Linked DNA regions of Mus musculus: regions 2, 3, 4 and 5 are each linked to region 1. Evidence: chromatin contacts called from public Micro-C and promoter capture Hi-C data. All regions are on one chromosome and are shown on one strand. The core of a region is the stretch at or near the end of the contact, and the rest is flanking DNA. Distances in the headings are between cores, read along the strand shown.

Evidence for each region. Promoter capture Hi-C pulls out the DNA fragments that hold promoters and counts their contacts. Hi-C and Micro-C count contacts between places; a contact is called where the count stands out from the background.
Region 2: a Micro-C map of embryonic stem cells shows a contact between it and region 1, with 2.1 times the contacts expected there. The contact joins the enhancer-like site here to the promoter of Cebpe in region 1. A contact is called at or near these places in 11 of 39 promoter capture datasets (the 3T3-L1 cell line, the C10 cell line, HPC-7-derived erythroid cells and 6 more), 3 of 15 datasets of contacts at CTCF or cohesin (embryonic stem cells, large pre-B cells and stem cell-derived epiblast-like cells), 22 of 484 Hi-C or Micro-C datasets (the G1E-ER4 cell line, the MNK3 cell line, the N1E-115 cell line and 7 more), 5 of 115 datasets of contacts at active chromatin or transcription factors (T-cell acute lymphoblastic leukemia, embryonic stem cells, large pre-B cells and 2 more) and 1 of 9 other capture datasets (embryonic stem cells).
Region 3: a promoter capture Hi-C map of trophoblast stem cells shows a contact between it and region 1, with 2.8 times the contacts expected there. The contact joins the enhancer-like site here to the promoter of Cebpe in region 1. A contact is called at or near these places in 17 of 39 promoter capture datasets (the 3T3-L1 cell line, the C10 cell line, the SN4741 cell line and 10 more) and 1 of 484 Hi-C or Micro-C datasets (embryonic stem cells).
Region 4: a contact with region 1 is called in a promoter capture Hi-C map of fetal liver, with 6 times the contacts expected there. The contact joins the promoter of Oxa1l here to the promoter of Cebpe in region 1. A contact is called at or near these places in 4 of 39 promoter capture datasets (fetal liver, liver, pre-B cells and 1 more) and 1 of 115 datasets of contacts at active chromatin or transcription factors (pro-B cells).
Region 5: a contact with region 1 is called in a promoter capture Hi-C map of pre-B cells. The contact joins the promoter of Abhd4 here to the promoter of Cebpe in region 1. A contact is called at or near these places in 13 of 39 promoter capture datasets (the 3T3-L1 cell line, the C10 cell line, the SN4741 cell line and 10 more) and 3 of 115 datasets of contacts at active chromatin or transcription factors (bone marrow-derived macrophages, large pre-B cells and memory CD8 T cells).

What each region holds. Positions count from the first base shown.
Region 1 is chr14:54,709,706-54,713,462 of GRCm38.p6, reverse strand. It overlaps Cebpe (CCAAT/enhancer binding protein (C/EBP), epsilon), which reads left to right and starts at 1,289. Exons shown (of 2, transcript NM_207131.1): 1 at 1,289-2,014; 2 at 2,589-3,100. The coding sequence starts at 1,505. The coding sequence ends at 2,924.
Region 2 is chr14:54,226,096-54,229,672 of GRCm38.p6, reverse strand. No RefSeq gene overlaps it. Among named protein-coding and RNA genes, the nearest start is that of Dad1, 26 kb to the left of the region's middle. Within about 2 kb of position 1,377, at least 251 of the 459 cell types and tissues checked have an H3K27ac peak or open chromatin away from gene starts, as enhancers often do. A contact at or near this core is called in the G1E-ER4 cell line, the MNK3 cell line, T-cell acute lymphoblastic leukemia and 9 more, where this site is marked.
Region 3 is chr14:55,120,749-55,124,242 of GRCm38.p6, reverse strand. No RefSeq gene overlaps it. Among named protein-coding and RNA genes, the nearest start is that of Jph4, 5.6 kb to the right of the region's middle. Within about 2 kb of position 2,097, at least 20 of the 459 cell types and tissues checked have an H3K27ac peak or open chromatin away from gene starts, as enhancers often do. A contact at or near this core is called in trophoblast stem cells, where this site is marked.
Region 4 is chr14:54,359,425-54,363,307 of GRCm38.p6, reverse strand. It overlaps Oxa1l (oxidase assembly 1-like), which reads right to left and starts at 2,467. Exons shown (of 10, transcript NM_026936.3): 1 at 2,391-2,467; 2 at 1,840-1,986; 3 at 1-26. The coding sequence starts at 2,453.
Region 5 is chr14:54,257,490-54,260,847 of GRCm38.p6, reverse strand. Abhd4 (abhydrolase domain containing 4) reads right to left here and starts at 1,565. Exons shown (of 7, transcript NM_134076.3): 1 at 1,529-1,565. The coding sequence starts at 1,551.

The sequences.
Region 1 (3,757 bases), core at 40-2,539:
AAGGTATGGTAGCACAGCTATCAACTCAGCTCCGTGGAGAATGAAGCAGGAAGATGAGAGTTCAAGGCCAGGCTAGGCTAAAAGGGAGGCTCAACCTAAAAAAAAACAAACAACTGAAAAGTGACACACTTCTCATGTCTCTGTGTTCTTTTCTTGTCAGTAAATCCAGAACCGTGTCTGAAGCAGGGCCACAACCAAACTGGAGAGAGCAGGAAGTTCCGAACAAAACAGAAAAATGAACTTTGGGGGTTAGTAGAAGATCAAGAAGGGCGGGCAGGCAGCTACCAGCTTCTCCTTCGGACCCCGAAACAGCCCCAGGAAGAGGTGAGGACAAGAGAGAAGACTTCTCAAGCCTACAAGAGGAAGTGGACCCGAGAGACACGCACAGGTCAGAAAACAAGGGCCTGCATGCAGCTCAGGGCACAGGAAATAGGAGGCAGAGCCTCAGGCCAGCGCGGGTGGGGTCAGCCAGAACAGCTTTTAGGGTGGAGCAACTGGGACCTCCAGCAGATCCTTTCTGTTGGTTCTGAGGCTGCAGCTTGCCTGGGCCTGAGGTACAGGACCCATGTCTTGACCAGAAACCTCAGCTATGTCCTGGCAGCCCCGGACTGTGCCAGGCTGCTAGCCATAGCCAGATCTGGAGACATGCACACAAGCCCTGTGCAAAGACCTAACCGAAGAACCTTAATAGGGGCCCTCTGGAGGCAAAGGCAGGCAGAACTCTGTGAGTTCAAGGCCAGCCTGAGCTACATCGTGAGACCCTGTCTCAAAACTAGCAAATGGGCATACCCTGTACTAGGGCCAGGGGTAGCTTGGTCCTAGAATCTACTACTACTTCCCAAACCCTTCAAACAATGATGGTCTACACAGAGAAAAATGTCTTGGGAGGTGGGGCTACAGAAGGAACTGACTTACCCCGGGGTAGGTGGAGTTCAGGACTTGGGGGTGGGGGCGGGGAGGGGGGGGGACGGGACAGGGAGGAAGATGCATCAAGGGAGGAGTTTAGACCAAGTTGGCACTGGGGGAATGCTTTGTCTATTGGCTCTGGCTTGACACCTCACTCTGCACAGGTCTCTTTGGAAATCGGAGGAAGACAGATATTCAGAGAAGCTACTCTGGGCAAGGGATTAGAATCCCTTGAACTCGCAGGGCAAAAAGGGCCATTTTCTCAAACAGCAACTTCTGGACTGTGGCTGGGGCCTTCGCAAAGAGCGCCCTAACTGCTAAGCACCCCTCCCTCCGGGGTGTGCCCTGCCCCTCCCTTAGTCACCCCAAGGAGAGAGAGGAAAAGGGAAGAAAGGAAGAGGTACTGACTACAGAAGGAAAGGGAAGCAGAGGAGGAGAGAAGCCACGTAGGAGTTGGTGACGGAGAAGACCAGAGAGGGCAAACCTAGGGCAAATCTAGGACCGGGGGAGATCCAAGAAAGGGCAGGCTGAGCATCCCAACGGGCGGGCGCCCCCAGCACAGGACCCAGGGGCGGGGAGCCAAGGGGGCGGGCCGGCCATGTCCCACGGGACCTACTATGAGTGCGAGCCTCGGGGTGGCCAGCAGCCACTTGAGTTCTCAGGGGGTCGAGCTGGGCCCGGGGAGCTGGGGGACATGTGTGAGCATGAGGCCTCCATCGACCTCTCCGCCTACATCGAGTCTGGGGAAGAACAGCTACTTTCTGACCTCTTTGCCATGAAGCCAACGCCTGAAGCCCGAAGCCTTAAGGGCCCAGGAGCCCCCTCGTTTCCTCACTACCTGCCGGCTGACCCTCGGCCATTCGCCTATCCCTCACACACATTTGGCCCAGATAGGAAGGCTTTGGGGCCTGGCATCTACAGCAACCCAGGGAGCTACGACCCCAGGGCTGTGGCGGTGAAGGAGGAGCCTCGTGGGCCAGAGGGCAACCGAGGCACCAGTCGAGGCAGCTACAATCCCCTGCAGTACCAAGTGGCACACTGCGGGCAGACAGCCGTGCACCTCCCCCCGACCCTGGCAGCACCTGGCCAGCCCTTGCGTGTCCTCAAGGTAAGACCAAGGTAGCTCTCCCCGCTTCTTCCCCCCAGGGTGGAGCAAGGTGGGTGGTTGAGGGAATTCTGACTACTGGGCTTCCCTAACAAGTCTATGTTTGGTGCTCCTCTGTGAACATGCCCTACCCCAAGGTCCTGTTTCCCAACTCTGTGAATTTATTTCTTAGAACTCGGCTGTGTCCTGAAGACACTTGTAATAGCTGCTCTGCCCTGATCTCAGGCAGGACCAGGTTTCCTGCTGTGCACTATACCTCTTGCTTCTCTGCTGCCTGCTTTTGGATGAGGAAACATGGCTGACTAGAATTTTAGAACGGGAGACTTATTACAGACAAACCAAAGGGAAGGGAATAATGAGAGCATGATAGAAAGCTTTGGTCTCAGACCAAGGACCATATGTATCTGGGTTACGGTCCTTCACAGAGACAGGGAGATGGATGCCTGGGAGATCGGAGCTCTCTGGGAGTCCTGTATCCCTTTGAGGCCTCACATATGCTCTCCCTGCTGGGTTTCCTGCTTAGCCTTCACTCTGCCTCCTGGTGGACCCTCACCTCTCTGTCCCCCTTACCCTCCAGGCCCCTGTGGCAGCTGCTGCCCCTCCCTGCAGTCCCCTTCTCAAGGCACCCTCCCCTGCTGGCCCCTCACACAAGGGCAAGAAGGCAGTGAACAAAGATAGCCTGGAGTACCGACTGCGACGTGAACGTAACAACATCGCGGTGCGCAAGAGCCGGGACAAGGCCAAGAGGCGCATTATGGAGACTCAGCAGAAGGTCCTGGAGTACATGGCTGAAAACGAGCGTCTGCGCAACCGCGTAGACCAGCTCACTCAGGAGCTAGACACTCTGCGCAACCTCTTCCGCCAGATCCCTGAGGCTGCTAGCCTCATCAAGGGTGTCGGGGGCTGCAGCTGAGCCTGCCTGGCAGACTGTGGGCACCAGACCCTAAGGGCCCCGCCCACCCTTCTAGGTCCCCAGAGTCCTGAACAGGCCAAGCCTGAGACAGAGATCGTGGACAATGGCAGCCAGTAATTGGGAAGGTCGGGACCAAATGATTCTGTGGCTGAATAAACTGCACTGTTACTTGATGCTGAAGCTGTTCACTGGGTCTTGGGCCTGGGCCTGGTGGGAGGGGATACCCATGGAGGACCCCAAGGGCAGGGAATACATGTGGCTAGTCCACATAGTCTTGACTCCATGTCCAAATGAATGCCTAGAAATACTAACATGCCGCCCACGGCTGGCTCTGTCCATCACACCCTCCAGCCTAGCCTCAGCCTGTCCCTCTGCTTCTCTGTCACTTCACCTCCATGTCCACCCCACCTACCCACTTGGTCCTTTGTACATCGAGTGTGTGCTTGCTACCACCACAGTGCATGCCAGTGTCTGGAGCAGCCTCTGCATTCTGCCCTGAGAGAATCCTGGGGCTCTGATGACCCCAGTGCCACACAACTCCAGTGCCAGCCCCACTGGCCTAGGGCCTGCTCTCTGACTTTAGGCCTCAGAGCTCATTTCCCAGGTGACCAAGAGAAAGCTTTCTGATGACTCTGCCATATTTGTGGTCCCTTGGCTCTTGATCCAGCATTCTGCCTCTTGTCTTGTTCTACATCCTCACTCCCATCTTTATCCTTCATCCCCGCAGGCCACTGGAGAAGGTAAGCCCAGGAGAAACCAGTTAGGATCTGGTGTGTATGTGAGAACCCTGACCCCGAGGAAGCCAATGACAAGTCAGTCTGTGCCTGCGACTC
Region 2 (3,577 bases), core at 128-2,627, 480 kb after region 1:
TCCCAAGTACTGGGATTAAAGGCGTGCGCCACCACTGCCCAGCCCTGTGGACTCTGGAAGGGTGGTATGCTCACATTTCCAGGACAAACACACCCTAGGATATTGTAGGACACACTGGCTGGAGGAGGAATGCTTCTCAGAAAACCTGCCTTGAGGGGAGGTGCCTGGAGCGATTGTATCCTGCTACTACTGGCTCAAGGAATCCTACAATCAGGGAAGCCCCTGGGGTGCCAGAGAGGAGGGAAAAAAATGTGTCTCCTCACAGGTGATACAGTGAGAAGCATCAGGGGGGCCATGGGATACCGTGGGGTCCTGTGGTCCTGAAAAAACTGTGACCTTGCAAAAGCTGGAAGTCATGGAAGGAGTAACAGATGTGCGTGATAGAAGCTACTGGGGCCACAGTCACGGGCGAGGTGGGGGACCGCTGCTGAGCGGGGGACCTGGCGGGCCCCAAGCCTATGTGAGCGCCGGCATCCTCACGCAGCAGGCTGCTTTTATCGCAGCATGGGTGCATCCGAGCAAGCGCGCAGGATTATGGTCCATCCTTTCGCTCGTGCTGCCATCCCACTGCTTTGTGTCTGCCTGGGGATTTCGGTTCGCGAAGCATTAGCATACCATTATCTCCTCAGACAACAGGGAGAGAAGGTGGGCATGCATTCCGGTCTCCGTGTGAATAATGGAAAATGGAGAGAGACAGGGGAAAGTTAAATGTGCCACGAAGGACACTGAAGCTTACAGACCCTGCTTTGCCTGACCCCTGCCTGCCTGAGGACTGCCAGGAAGATATTAACAGAGGCCATAAAATTACAGCCATTACGTCTGTCTCCCATGCTCACACAGTGCCCGGACTGTCTGTGCCTTGACTTTAGGCAATCTTGAGTTTAATTTACACACACTGAGGTGCAGCAAACCCAGGCTTTCCAGCTGGATGCATTTTGACAGGCATCTACCCCGATGTGCCCATCATCCAGGTTCAGATCAACCGCCCCGAATTCCAAACCCTTGTTCTCCTTTCCCATCAGTCCTTTCTCCCTAGAGACACCTAGCATGTGAGTACCTGTTATGGGCGACCCCTTTGGCCATTTCTTAAACTTTAGTTGTATGGAGTCAGAGTCCCTGAAACCTGACACAGTGTCTGCCCTTTAACAGGTATCCCGCTGGAAGAAAGCCTTCGTTTCTAAACTACCTGAGAGAATGTTGGTACAAAGAGGAGAACTGAGGCTGCGGGTTTACAGGCTACAGAGTGAAGTCATGGATCCTGGGCCTGCCGGGCCCCATATTCCATCTCCTGGCTTCCAACAGGGTAGTTTCTTTCTGGGTTTCTCTTGTAGCTAGGTCTCCTAAACCTGGGTAGGCAGTGCCCCCTGCTGCCTGAAGGCCTGACCCTAGACTCTTTGCAGGCAGAGAGGATCACACAAGTCTGGAGTCCAGTGACTGGCACAGGGCAGGACCCTGTGAAACAGAAGCCACTTGTCATTTTATTTTCCTTTGGAAAGAGTTTTTCCGTAGGATGCAGGGATTTTCTTTATCCCGAATAAACACGCCGAGGGAGAAAGCCTTTTGGTGGAGTACTGCTGCCCCCGTGTGGCTACCTTAAGACACTACAACAGAGTGGGACTCCCAAGACGAAAGTTTTTCAGGTTTCAGGTTCTGCGACTTCCTAGGACCCTGAGAGACAGATGTCCACTAGGGTTATCTCTTGACACTTAAATTTCCTCCTGGAGTGGAAATGAGAGCGAATGGGGCTTCTTGTGGAAGGTATCTGTTGGGGAACGAGCCTTAGCTGTGTGTGTAGGCAGCTGCCTCTTTCACAACCTGTCCAGCACAAGCTGGACTGGACATAGACTTTCTCCCTTGAACTAAGTATATAGACTTGTCTAATTTGAGGGCAATAGAGGTCAGGGGAGGGGGACTTCTTGGGAGTGGAGCCGCAGTGCCTCCCCAGCCGGCTGCTGTGAATGGGTGTTACCACCAAGACCTGCAAGCCCCACCCAATGTGCTCTCCGTGGCCTTCTTTTCTGCACCTGTGGTTGGGCTGCGGTGTAACGGCCCAGCCTACCTCTTCTGGGCACGTGGCCCGGAGAGATCTTATCTCTAACTCTGTATTTTTAACTCCTCTTTCCAGAGGATGTGGCTTCTGCGGGAGAGCTTCAAAGGGGGACCTGTTTGCCCATGTCAGCAGCCGTGACGTCATGGAAGTGGGAGGCTGTTCAGACCCAAACACCTGGAGGGAAGTGGGAAACTTTTTCCATTTCCTGTTCTACTTCTGGCTATTGATTCACTATCTGACCAGCTTACCCATTTCAGGGTGCAGCTGTCTGTGTGATTCTTGGAGGAAATCCTATGCCTTGTGTGTCTGTATGAAAGGAGACAGCTGTGTTACCCATGTGGCTTTTACCCAAAGCAGGGCTGGCGATCCTTCAGACTGCCCCCCACCCCACCCCACCCCCACCCGTAGCCAGTACATGCAAGAGTTACAGTATTTGACAGGTCTCTCACACTCACCTCTGGGAAATATCCCTCGGGGACCCAGACTTCAATCTTGTCCAGGGCGGGGTGGGCTGGATATAGACTTCCTGCTTTGTAAACCGGAAGCCCTTCTTCCCACATGTTGCTCGAGGAACTAGGTTTCAGTGGGTTTGTGTGGGTCACTGGGGAAACTGAAATGGACATTAAGTGACCTTTGGCCCTGGATGCTGGTTCTCATGTAGGACCAGAGTCTTTAGACTTTTAGAAGCCAGTGTTTCCTGGTAACTGTCCTGCAGGATTCAGTCAACAGTCATGAAGCTAATGTGAGTCTGAACTCTTCAAGGGCGCACCACTCAAGCTCTGATTATTCTAATAGTTTTTGCCAAGCTACTCTATTCCTTGCAAAACCGAGACAGTGGCTCACCTGGCCTCTGTTAACGCCACTACGTTCCCTCTCCAGCTCAGGTCCCTCCCAGTGACTGTGTTGACCGTCATGATGTCATCTGTTGGTATCTGTTGGGTGCAAGGTACTGCACTAGGTATGGAGGAGCTACTGGTGAGCAAGGTATTCCTCCTATCCGAAGGGTCATCTATAGTCCCTTGCCAACATGTCACCTGGTAATAAAACACTATTAGATTTGATATTAGACATGAGCTTTGGGAGTTGGATTTTATGGTATACCCCAAACAAAAATGAGACAAAACTAAACCCTTGAAGCCTCAGGGGGTGGCCTGAGTGGTCAGAGCACACACCTGTCCAGCCTGCCTGTTTCTGGACTGAACTGTGACTCCAGCTGCACCGGACAACGTTGCAGAACACTTTCCACAGTTCTAGCCTTGGAACGTGAAGGGTCCGTTTTTTTTTCTGCCTTCAGAGCTGGCCTGCAGAAAACCCCTTAGGGAGTAAGGGCATTTATCTAGACTCTAGAGATACCCATTTTACAGCTGGCCCTGGCAAGGAGTTTGCTGGGCTATGGGTGCCTTCTCTTCGGGAGTTGGTCCAGACTGGTCTGGGAGCAGTGGCAGCCTTGTGACCATTGTCATGTCTTCAGGTTTCCTCAGTAGCCTCTTCCAGACTAAGCAGTGAGAGACCCAGAGTCCGACGTCG
Region 3 (3,494 bases), core at 848-3,347, 410 kb before region 1:
TAAACAGTGGGAATAGAGTCTGTGATTGCTGTCTCTGGACAAAGGACTCACACAAGGCAAAGGGAGAATAGGTCTCTACTGTCCCCTAGGACAGAAGGAAAGGTTTCCTAACCTAGAAACATATTCTCCTGCTTTAGGGTGAGTGGGTGGGTGGGTGGGTGGGTTGGTTGGTTGGTTGGTTGGTTGGTTGGTTCGTTGGTTTGATACAGGGTCTCCTGTAGCTCCCTGGCCTTCAACTCTTGTGTAGTAGAGGCTGGCCTTGACCTCCTGATCCTCCTGCCTCCACCTCCTAAGTGCTGAGGTCACAGGCACGTATCACCATGCCTGTATTCATTTATTCTTGGCATACCACTTCAAACAGTTGTTCTCATTTTTCTTCGAAGATGTCACCCCCCCTCCCAATTTTCTATTTTCATCTGCAAGTCAACAAGATGGTAATCAGTCTTAACACCTGCTTGTTTTTCATTTAACAAGGAAATTCTGCGAGGAGCAGCAGTTGCTGCTGCAAAAGGTGAAAATTCCCCCCTGGGAAAGCAGATAGGTGAACCGCAGGGCCATAGGAAATGCTAGAAACCAGAATCTGAAGTCTGAAGCCATTTCTACATTTATCCCTGCATAATTGAAGTTTCTAGATTTTTAACTTGTATTTTATTATTATTATGTGTACATGATAGGGGGTGGGTGTGTATGTGGTGGCGTATGTGTGGAGATCACAGAACACGTTTGTAACAGCAATTCTATCCTTCAATCTTTATATTGGTTCTGGGAACTCAAGCTGACATGGAAGGCTTACACAGTAAGTCCCTTTCCTGGTTCAGTCATCTCTCTGGTTCTGTATAATTGTGTTTTTAACACCAGTCCTCTCTGGCTACCTCCTCCTCTCCTTCCAGCTGCTAAGTGAACTTGAGTAATGATCAAAACTCACTGAATCTTCCTCTTACCTACATGTACAAATACAAACGACTAGTATGAAATAAGATTAAACCCTCCTATTGGGATTTGGAGTGTTTGGAATTTTTCTCTTCATTTTCTGATATGTTGAGCCTTCAGGCACTCTAGGTCCCAGATCCTCTTTCTTCTACAGAGCAAACTTGTATTACACCAACTAAGGCTACCTCCCAGCCATACTTGCCCAGGGTGAAAGATTTAGATGGAGCAAGATTTAAAGCTTTATCCTGGTAGTAAGTGGTCTTGCTGGCTGCTACCTCTGGCATTTGGCCCAACACTCAGGACTCAAAGGCACAGGCTCCAAGACCATTTAGCCTGAGATCAGCCTTTTCCCTCCTAATCCTCCACTACACACCAGCCACTTAATTTGCCCCAGTACCTATATAGGTAAGTATCCAAATCCATCCTAGCCCCCACTGAATATCCCTTCCTTTCTCCATCGAATCCCAGGGAAAACCCAGGCTCTTTCCTAGTTCCTCTGGGTGGTTAGAAAAGTCCAGTCCCTTAGCCTGGCCCCCAAGAACACCATGTTCCAACCCCCTATGCTCTTTACAATCGCCACAGGAAATGAAGAGGCTTAGGACGGAGGAAAGATATGATAAAATCCTGGGCTGCCTGAGGCATGAATCTCATAAAAGCTATTGTTTTTTCCCCAGAGAGGAAGGCTCTATGCGTTCACTATTCACAGAAATTGAAAGGGTTCACAGTTCGTCGGAACCATCCTTAGCTCCCTCAGCTCAAGGCTGTCAAGTTAAAATTCCTGCTGTACGGTGAGCTCGGTCCTACAGAAACATGTACAGAGACAAAGCAAATTCCGTTCTCTTGGCAGTGTGGCTTCTGCCAGCCAATTAAACAGAGCCTGGTTTTATTAAAGGTGTTTTTAATACAGATGTGAAGCATGGGGGTTAGAAAAGGAAGCACTCAGAAGGATGCATGCCAGAGCATGCATGTGGGTTTCTCAGAGTCCGGGCTATCTAGCTCCCTGCTCATCAAGCTGATAAACACTGGTGCAGCCAAACAGGGAAGGATACCTTTTGCAGAGCATTCTGGAATCGTGATCTGGCAAGTAGAGGTTTAGCTGTGCCACCAGCCAGCAGCGGTCAGACGGAGGAAATGCAGTGTCTGGCTGCCAGCCATTCCTGCTCTCTCCCAGAGTCAGGATCTCTAGCCCCATCCTGACCCCTGGTGGCTGCCCTTTAGATGAGGCATGGGACTGCCAAGTTCCTCCCTGAGCTAGGAGCCATAGCTACCTGATTCTAGAAAAACGGCCCTAAGCCCAGCTGGGATTCCTAAGAATGACAGGTTTCCTGTGGCCTCTTCAGGAGAGTCTGTTCTGCTGTAGCCATCAGATATTTTCTCAGTAGAAGCCTAGCAATCAAAAAAGGGTGGCAGGGGTGGGCTGGTGAGATGGCTCAGTGGGTAAGAGCACCCGACTGCTCTTCCGAAGGCCAGGAGTTCAAATCCCAGCAACCACATGGTGGCTCACAACCATCCCTAACGAGATCTGACTCCCTCTTCTGGAGTGTCTGAAGACAGCTACAGTGTACTTACATAGAATAAATAAATAAATCTTTAAAAAAAAAAAAAAAAAAAAGGGTGGCAGGGGGAGGAGGAGGGGGGAGTTCCAAGCATGTAAATTAATATACATAGGCACATAGGTGTTATGCAGAACAGCCAATAAAATCCAGGGTGCAATCAGAACAGACCAGCATTCTCTTGCATAGTTGCTGAGGGTACAAATTCACACTACCTTTCTAGAAGCATTCCTGGCAAAATAAAGCCAAAAATCTTAAAAAGGTATTTCTAACCCAGAATCCAGTAATTATACAGTTAAGGACTTATCTTCAGGCTGGAGCTGAGGGGGAAAATCCTATTTCAGAATGCGGCCTGATGGTTTTATATGCATGTACCTCATGGTTCGGAAACTGAGGCAGGAGGAACACCGTCAAGGCCAACAGGAGCTACAAAGGTGGAAAAACTTGCCTCAGAGTAACAAAACAACAGACCAGTGTAAGTATCCCAAAACTTGACATCAGAAAAGAGAAAACGAAATTAGGCAAGAGTAATTGCTTGCTAGAGTAATTGTTGATCCGCTTGGGTAAGGGGGTACACGGAAGTTCTTCCATTCATTTTTGTCCCTGGCATGTGTTTGAAATTTTTCATGACAGGGACTGTGAGAAGACTGGGCAGATCAAGGTATTCACCTTGCAAGCCTAATGATTTACATATGAGCCCCAAATCTCCTGTGGAAAGACAAAACCAACTCCACAAAGACGTCCTCCAACCTCGCATGAGCCTGAGACATGTGCACTCACAAGCACACGAAAATACACGCATTGGGGTTTTTTTTTTAATTTTCATGGAAATTTTTTTAAATGTCAGACAGAAATGGAAAGATTTCTCCACAAACATTAGCTTTGGGTTTTTGTTTTGGTGGTGGTGGGTTTGGGGAGGGGGGCTGCTGTTGGTAGTTTGTTTCTCTGTGTAGTCCTGGCTGTCCTGGAATTTACCATGTAGACCAGGCTGCCCTTGAACTCACAGAGCTC
Region 4 (3,883 bases), core at 1,218-3,717, 350 kb after region 1:
GCAGGAATAACAGGGGGTGCCTGGACCTGTGAGGAACGAGACCAAGTGCCGTGAGTGGGATGTACAAAGTTGAGGATCCCTTATGCTAACAGTCCTGGGCTCTATTTTCTTGCTTTGACTTCTTGATCTTCAATGATGGCCAATGGTGTCCATACAACCCTGCCTTCAAAGGACAATATTTTTTGCCTCTAGCAGGATAACTTAAGAGAGTGTCTCATGGCTTCCCTTCAGGCAGGGAACTTGCTTCCCACATCACGGTTCCCAGACTTCAGTCATCTGAGTGAGCATCATGGTCATTGCCCTTCCCATATTCCAAATCAACAGTACTTGGAATCCTTTTGTTCTGTGCTAGAAATTGAACTCAGGGCCTCACACACATCTGGCAAGAACACAGACCACTGACTGAGCTGGCCCTCAGCCCAAAATTCTCTTTAATTCAATTTTTTTTCCCAATCTTTCTTTCTTTCTTCCTTCCTTCCTTCTTTTTTTTTTTTTTTAAATGGTAGTGGGTGGGTGGGAAGGTTAGTTTTGGAGGCAGGATCTTGATTGCTCTGTAGTTCAGGTTGGCCTTGTACATGCTAACCAAGAGCTCTGTTACTGACTACATCCCAAGACATGGCTCAGGGGCTAAGAGCTCCAGCAGAGGATCCATTTTCCGTCGTTAGCACCCTTGTAGAGCAGCATACAGCCACTGGTAACTCCAGCCTCAGGCTCTCTAATGGGCACTCATGTACACATGCACACCGTCACACACACACACACACTCATAACACAATATGATAAATCTCTCTGAGAAAAATCCTACACAGGCTTCTAAGAAACAGTATTCAAAGAATCACACAGATCACAAACACACAAACTCACAATCACATTTCACTTTATTGGCTTACCACCACTCCTCTGGTAGTGTCTTGAATATAATACAAAATTTAATTAATTAGTTAAATTTATTTATTTATTTATTTATTTTGGTTTTTCGAGACAGGGTTTCTCTGCATAGCCCTGGCTGTCCTGGAACTCACTTTTTAGACCAGGCTGGCCTCGAACTCAGAAATCTGCCTGCTTCTGCCTCCTAAATGCTGGGATTAAAGGCGTGCGCCACCATGCCAGGCAAATTTAATTTTTTTGTTGTTTTGTTTTTTGTTTTTAGAGACAGGGTTTCTCTGTGTAGCCCTGGCTGTCCTGGAACTCACTTTGTAGACCAGGCTGGCCTCGAACTCAGAAATCCACCTGCCTCTGCCTCTCAAGTGCTGGGACTAAAGGCGTGCGCCACCAACCGCCAGGCTTAATTTTTTTTTATCTTGTGTGTGTGATGTATGTAGGCATGCATGCCACAGCATGTGTGGAAGTCAGAGATGAACTTTGTGTGGCGCCTTCTTCCTTCATTATTTATTTATTTATTTTTTTTCATTTTTGAGACAAGGTCACACTACACAGCTCTATGTTGACCAGGCTGGTTTTGAATTCAGAGATCTATCCATCTCTGCCTCCCAAGTGCTGGGGTTACTAGGATTGTGCCACAACCTGCTCCACCTTTACTTGGGTTCCAGGGTTGGCACTCGGTTTACCAGGGTTGCAATAGCAAGAGCTTTTGTACAGCAGGGTCATTTTGCCTGCCCTACAAATTTCTCAGCACTTTTAGGCATTTCCTCACTGAGTTGCCTGAGATGAGAATCTACTTCTACTCCAAACAGGTTAATATTAGGAGGAACTTAGGAGGAGTGTGAGAACTCTGCTACACATTCACTGTCTCCCGCAAAACAAAACAAACAAAACAACACAGAACCAAAAGAAAGGGGCCAAGAAGTCGTGCTCCTTTCCTCAGCGGGAACCTCTTACCTGGGCTTCTGCAAAGAGGGTGGCAGATGTACTGATGCAGCGAGGAGTGAAGACGGCGAGAAGAGCACAGGGTGGCCGCCCGTTACCCCGGCGGGCTGCGAGGAGCTCGGCGGCCAGCGGTCTCAGGGACACTGCGACGCTATGGTACTGACCATGTGAAAGGAAGGGAAGGCCTTGAGTCCCAGCCGACCCGCCTCTCCCGCAGACAGCCTGCGGTTGCAGCAGTGGGGCGCTGCAACTCTGCTCGCACAGACTACAGGCCCCGAAGCCATGCACTGGAGCGTGCAGGGTGCAGCTCCGGTTAGGGTCTCCCGCATCCTGTTACCGAAGCCCGGGGACGGGGCCCAGAGGTCACGGCTCAGGGTCGCAGGCAGTTTCCAAACAGCTACAGAGAAACCAGGCCACCAACCCCGGGACGTAACCCGGTGGTGCCCTCACGCGACCGGAGGTCATGACTCGCAGGTCGCAGTGACCAGGTCAGCATCTGCTCGTGACCTCAGCTCAGGTGACAAGGACAAGGCAGCATCCCCGCGCTTTGGACGGAACCTTACCGAACGCTGGGGTCGTAGGAGTCGCAGAAGCTGCCAGCGACCGCACACTAAATTCCTCGCCATCTTGCCGGGAAGAGGGAACTTACTCTCGCGCACGCGCACTCAGAACTTTGACGCTGCGGGGGAGGCCATTTTGGAAATGGGCAGGCAGTCAGACCTGACGTCACAGATCAGGTAGTGAGGGAGAATGAAGACAGGCGATGGTATTTGAAGTGGTTTAAAAAAGTCAAGATTCCGCAGAGATTGAAACTAAGAGACAGAGGCAGGCGGATTTCTGAGTTCGAGGCCAGCTTGGTCTACAAAGTGAGTTCCAGGACAACAGCCAGGACTATACAGAGAAACCCTGTCTCGAAAATCAAAAAAAAAAAAAAAAAAAAAAAAAAAAAAGAAAAGAAACTAAGAGACAGGATGCGCTGTTAAGTGGCAGTGTAAACATAGCATATTTCCTGTTTTCCCTTCCATTTCCCAAACTGTAATTGTTCCCTGGGTTAAAATAATTCTTGGATTAAAAATGGCCTTTACTCTTGGAATAGTGCCTCAAATCTATAATCCCAGCATTTGGGAGGCGGAGGCAGGAGGATTGCCTAAAATTCGAGGTGAATCTTGGTTACCTATTGTGTTTAAGGCTAGCCAGGACTGCAGAGAGACCCTGCCTGTCACAAGAAGATAATGAATAAACAAAATCTCAAACTAGAATTAACCCCACAAACAGGCAAACCAGAAAGGCGAAAACAATAGCTTTTACATCTGTGCTTGGCGTGGGTTTTTTCTTACTGCAAGGTAATATTGTAATTACAGATCCAATGAAATTTGAAAGTAGCCTGGAATCTGACAAAGCTATAGGGAAGGCAGTTTCCGGGAAATAACCGAGGAAACTAAAGATGAAAGTTGAACTTGATGTCTTGGATCTGTTGTCTCAAGATTGTTACTATCTATTTGTAGATTTTGTTGTGTATTTTTTGAAACTAAAAGCTTCCCTAAAGCATAAATTGAAATAAGGTGGGTATGGTGCTGCACGCCTGTGATCCCAGCACTGAAGAGGAAGCTGACTCAGGTAAGTGGTGAGTTCAAGGCCAGCCAGGGTTAAAAATGGAGACCTTATCTTAAAAAAAAAAAGTAATGTGAAAAATAAATTACTGCTCAGGAAGGAGGGGGTTGATCACATATACTTCTTCATATGCTACTAGATACTTTGGAGGAATAAAAACTTATTTATTTCATAGATGTCGTGTGTTGTATGAGTGTACATTCTCGGAGGCCAGAAGAGGGATGGAGTTAGAGGTGTTTGTTGCATAAGTGTTGGGATCTGAACTCTGGTATTCACCATGGTGCAGCAAATAGTCTTAACCGCTGAGCCATATCCAACCCCGAAATTTGCGACTTTTATTTTGGAGAGAGAGAGAGAGAGAGAGAGAGAGAGAGAGAGAGAGAGAGAGTGTGTGTGTGTGTGTGTGTGTGTGCGTGCACATATTCTTATGTATGTACATAGCAGC
Region 5 (3,358 bases), core at 316-2,815, 450 kb after region 1:
CCAGACATACAGTGAACCTTGACAGGTGCCTGCCACAAATGTAGTTCTTGTTCTACCTTTCCTGTCTTGCATGCTTTCTCTCTTTTTGTGAACTCTGCCTAGGTGAAGGTAAGAGGATGGTTGCAGCAAGGGCTTGTGGGTTTGAGCAGGAGAAGATGATGGCATCCTTGGCGGAACCATCCCAGCTACTCATAGCATACACAATGGGCACCCTGAGTATCATGGGAACTCGCTGGATGAAGCACCAATACCTAGACCACAGATCTTGGCCAGTCTCAAAAGAGAGACTTCCTCTTTGCATTGTAGGCTATAACAAGTCAGACCATGACACCTGAACGAACCCCACACATCTCTAACTCTGGACAGCAGAGCTCAAGAGAAATGCTTCCCTATGAGACAGCAACACTGGCAGCAGTCCACACAGGCCTGGAAGGGGTGGGGGTTGGGGGACAGGGAGCTATGGGCACAGCTTGGCCTTTCTTCTGTACAAACAATCCAGAAAGAGAAAAGGCAACAGTGCCTGTCACACTGTGTGTCAGTGCTATTAGGGAGGTGAGAGCTGAGGTGGGAGAGTGAGGCAAGCAGCCTCTTAACATTGAGCAAGTCTCTGAATTTCTATGGGCATCCGCATCTGTTGCTTTATTTGTAAAACGGAGCTGAATGACCTGAGTCTTCTTTGGCTCTAGTGCCGTTTCCCGCAAGTCACTGTAGGCACCATAAATTTCCTCTTAGAAAGCAATACTCTTCTTGGGCAGTTCTTTTAGGTCCCTTACACGATTGTTTACTATTGATACAAAGTTATTTCGTTGTTCTGCAGATCCAAAAGGACAAATATTAGGTCAAGGGAAGGCCCTGTTCCTGTGAAACCCTTGGAGCTGAGTCATTCTCCTCTAAGCAACTTTTTCCCGATCCTGTTAGACCACCATCACACAGGTGGCATCTCAAACTTGATGGCCTTGGGCGAGCAGTAACCACATCCCAATCTAACAAACCTACTTCTGAAACCACGGCAGTAAGCATGTGTTTATGATTAAGAACACTATCAACTAGGATTGCAAGCAGAACGTAAAGGCGGCCAAGGGCTAAAGGAATTTGCAAGCCAGTTCCACACTAATTCCATCGCAGTGGAGACTTCTCCTACCCATGCCTTGTCCTTCAAGGGCTTTTCACACCCACGACTTTAGTTCCGGGCAAGTCTCCACAAGCACCACGTCCGCATCGGGAAGAGCTAGCTTATTCCTCGTGCTTTACCACTAATCTAACTGGGCTACCAGAGGGGCGATCGCGAAGACTAGTGGAAAGTCAGAGTCCCCAGGCTGAACGCAAGCTTAACCCTCAACACTCTCCCAGCTCCGCAGCCTTCTCATCTCTCAGCGCTCCCGGGGCTCCTGAGCGCAACCCATCCCTCCCTGGAAGCCAACCTGAAAGGAAAGGCGGGGAGTCTGAAGCTGTCCGCAACTACAGACAGTCCCCGGATCCTGGCCCGGACAGATAGAGACAGAAAGAGAAACGGACAGGAGTAACTCACTGCTGCTCCAGATCATCAGCCATAGTAAACAAGCCCTGCCGGGTCGAGCTGAGCCAGCCCATCCCTCCGCTCGACGCCAGAACCAGCTGACCCAGGGAAGTATCGGATAACAAAGGGGGCGGGGCCGGAGGCGGGGCCTGGGTCGCTAGCGGGGTTCTAGCGGGCAAAGTTGGCAGACCAACCGACTCAGCACATGGACAGCAATCAGTTGGGTGCTTCCTTCTGTTTGCTCCCTCTGGCCTGCGTCCAGGCTGAACACTACGGTCCCACAAAAGTAGGCTCCTTAATCCGGATCACATCCCTTTGGGGGACAGTGAGGGAGACAGGAAGACAGGTAGTTTAAAACTCAAAGTTCCTCACTGGAATGCCACCAGCCCCGCCTCCACACCTCCTTCAATTAAAGAGTGAAGGAACTGCTTTGCCTCTTGCTCACGTTCTCAAGCTTCCCTCTGTATCTCAGGTCACAGACGCTTCATCTGCCTTGGTAGTCCTATGGAAATGGTTTAGATGTCCGTGGAGTCATAAGGGTGCTTCCTATAAAAGGGCCTCGGATATTGTAACCCAAGATTTCCCGGTTCCAGAAATACAAAAAGCATGCTGCCTAGTTAAATTTTAGACAGCAAAGTTTAAAGCTAAGTAGGCTCCCTGTAGTATTTGGGGCATCCTGTATTCACAGCTCTAAGATGAGGGGTGACACCTGTCAGCATAAGCATTTCTCTGTTCTGGGGATGTCTTGCCTCAACCTACTTTCCAAGGAAAAAGTAGCAGTATCCTGCTTCCTTCCATTCGGTGGACCTCCCAGAGGAGGGCCAGTTAAAGGCCTAACGCATAAGGCTGGGCGTGATTAGGTATGTGGATATAAGATTAAGGATGTGGGATGTGAAGTGACTTAACCCAGAAGTTTTGAGCACATTTCAGGCTGGCTCGGCAGAGAGGCGGGACACATCTTGAAGCTGGCTTCAGAATTCACTTGAAATGGCAAAGGGGGTGTGGCATCCCTGGAGCCGCTCCCTTTCTGATTATCCACTGCAGTAGTTTAATCATACTTAAGGGGAAAGAATCTACTGAGGACTCTCTCTCTCTCTCTCTCTCTCTCTCTTACACACACACACACACACACACACACACACACACACACACGTCAAGGTGTATGTGTCCTGGGTTGGCCTCACATTGGATGTGTATCTGAGGATGATCTGTGCTTCCGAGTCTCCTGTTTCTATCTCTGGAGTGCTGGGATTATAGGGTATTCTGCCAGGCTTGTTGATTCAGGATTGTGGATCGAACCCAGGGCTTTCTGCTTGCTAGCTAGGCACTTTAGCAGTGGAGCTATGTTCCTAGTCCTACAGTATTTTTCTTTGGTCTTCTTGAAAGACCGAAGAGAACCTGAGATTTATTCTTTCCAGAAACACAATGTTAAACTGATCATTATAAGGGTTTAAAGTTGAAGAGAACTGGAATTTTCAGAAATGTCCATCCATGATTTTAGCCAAGCTCAGTGGTCCCACAATTCACTATACACAGTCATTGGGTAGGCTTGATAACAACGCAGCCTCCTGATTGCCATCCTCAGAATCTAATTCAGTTAGTTTGGTTTGAGGCTAGAAAGCTGCTTTTTTTTTTTTTTTTTTTTTTTTTTTGCATTGAAGGTGCTGGTGTTCCAGAAGACACACTAGTTAAACAAATAGAACCCATGGCCAGAAGTCTGGGTTAAGTTCAAGTTCTTAGCTTTGTCATTTATTTCCTGATCTTGGGCAAGTCATTTTGTCTGGCTGCTGCTGCTTCTGGAGTGTGTGGCTTGTGAGAATTCACTAAGGCAATTCAAAGAAG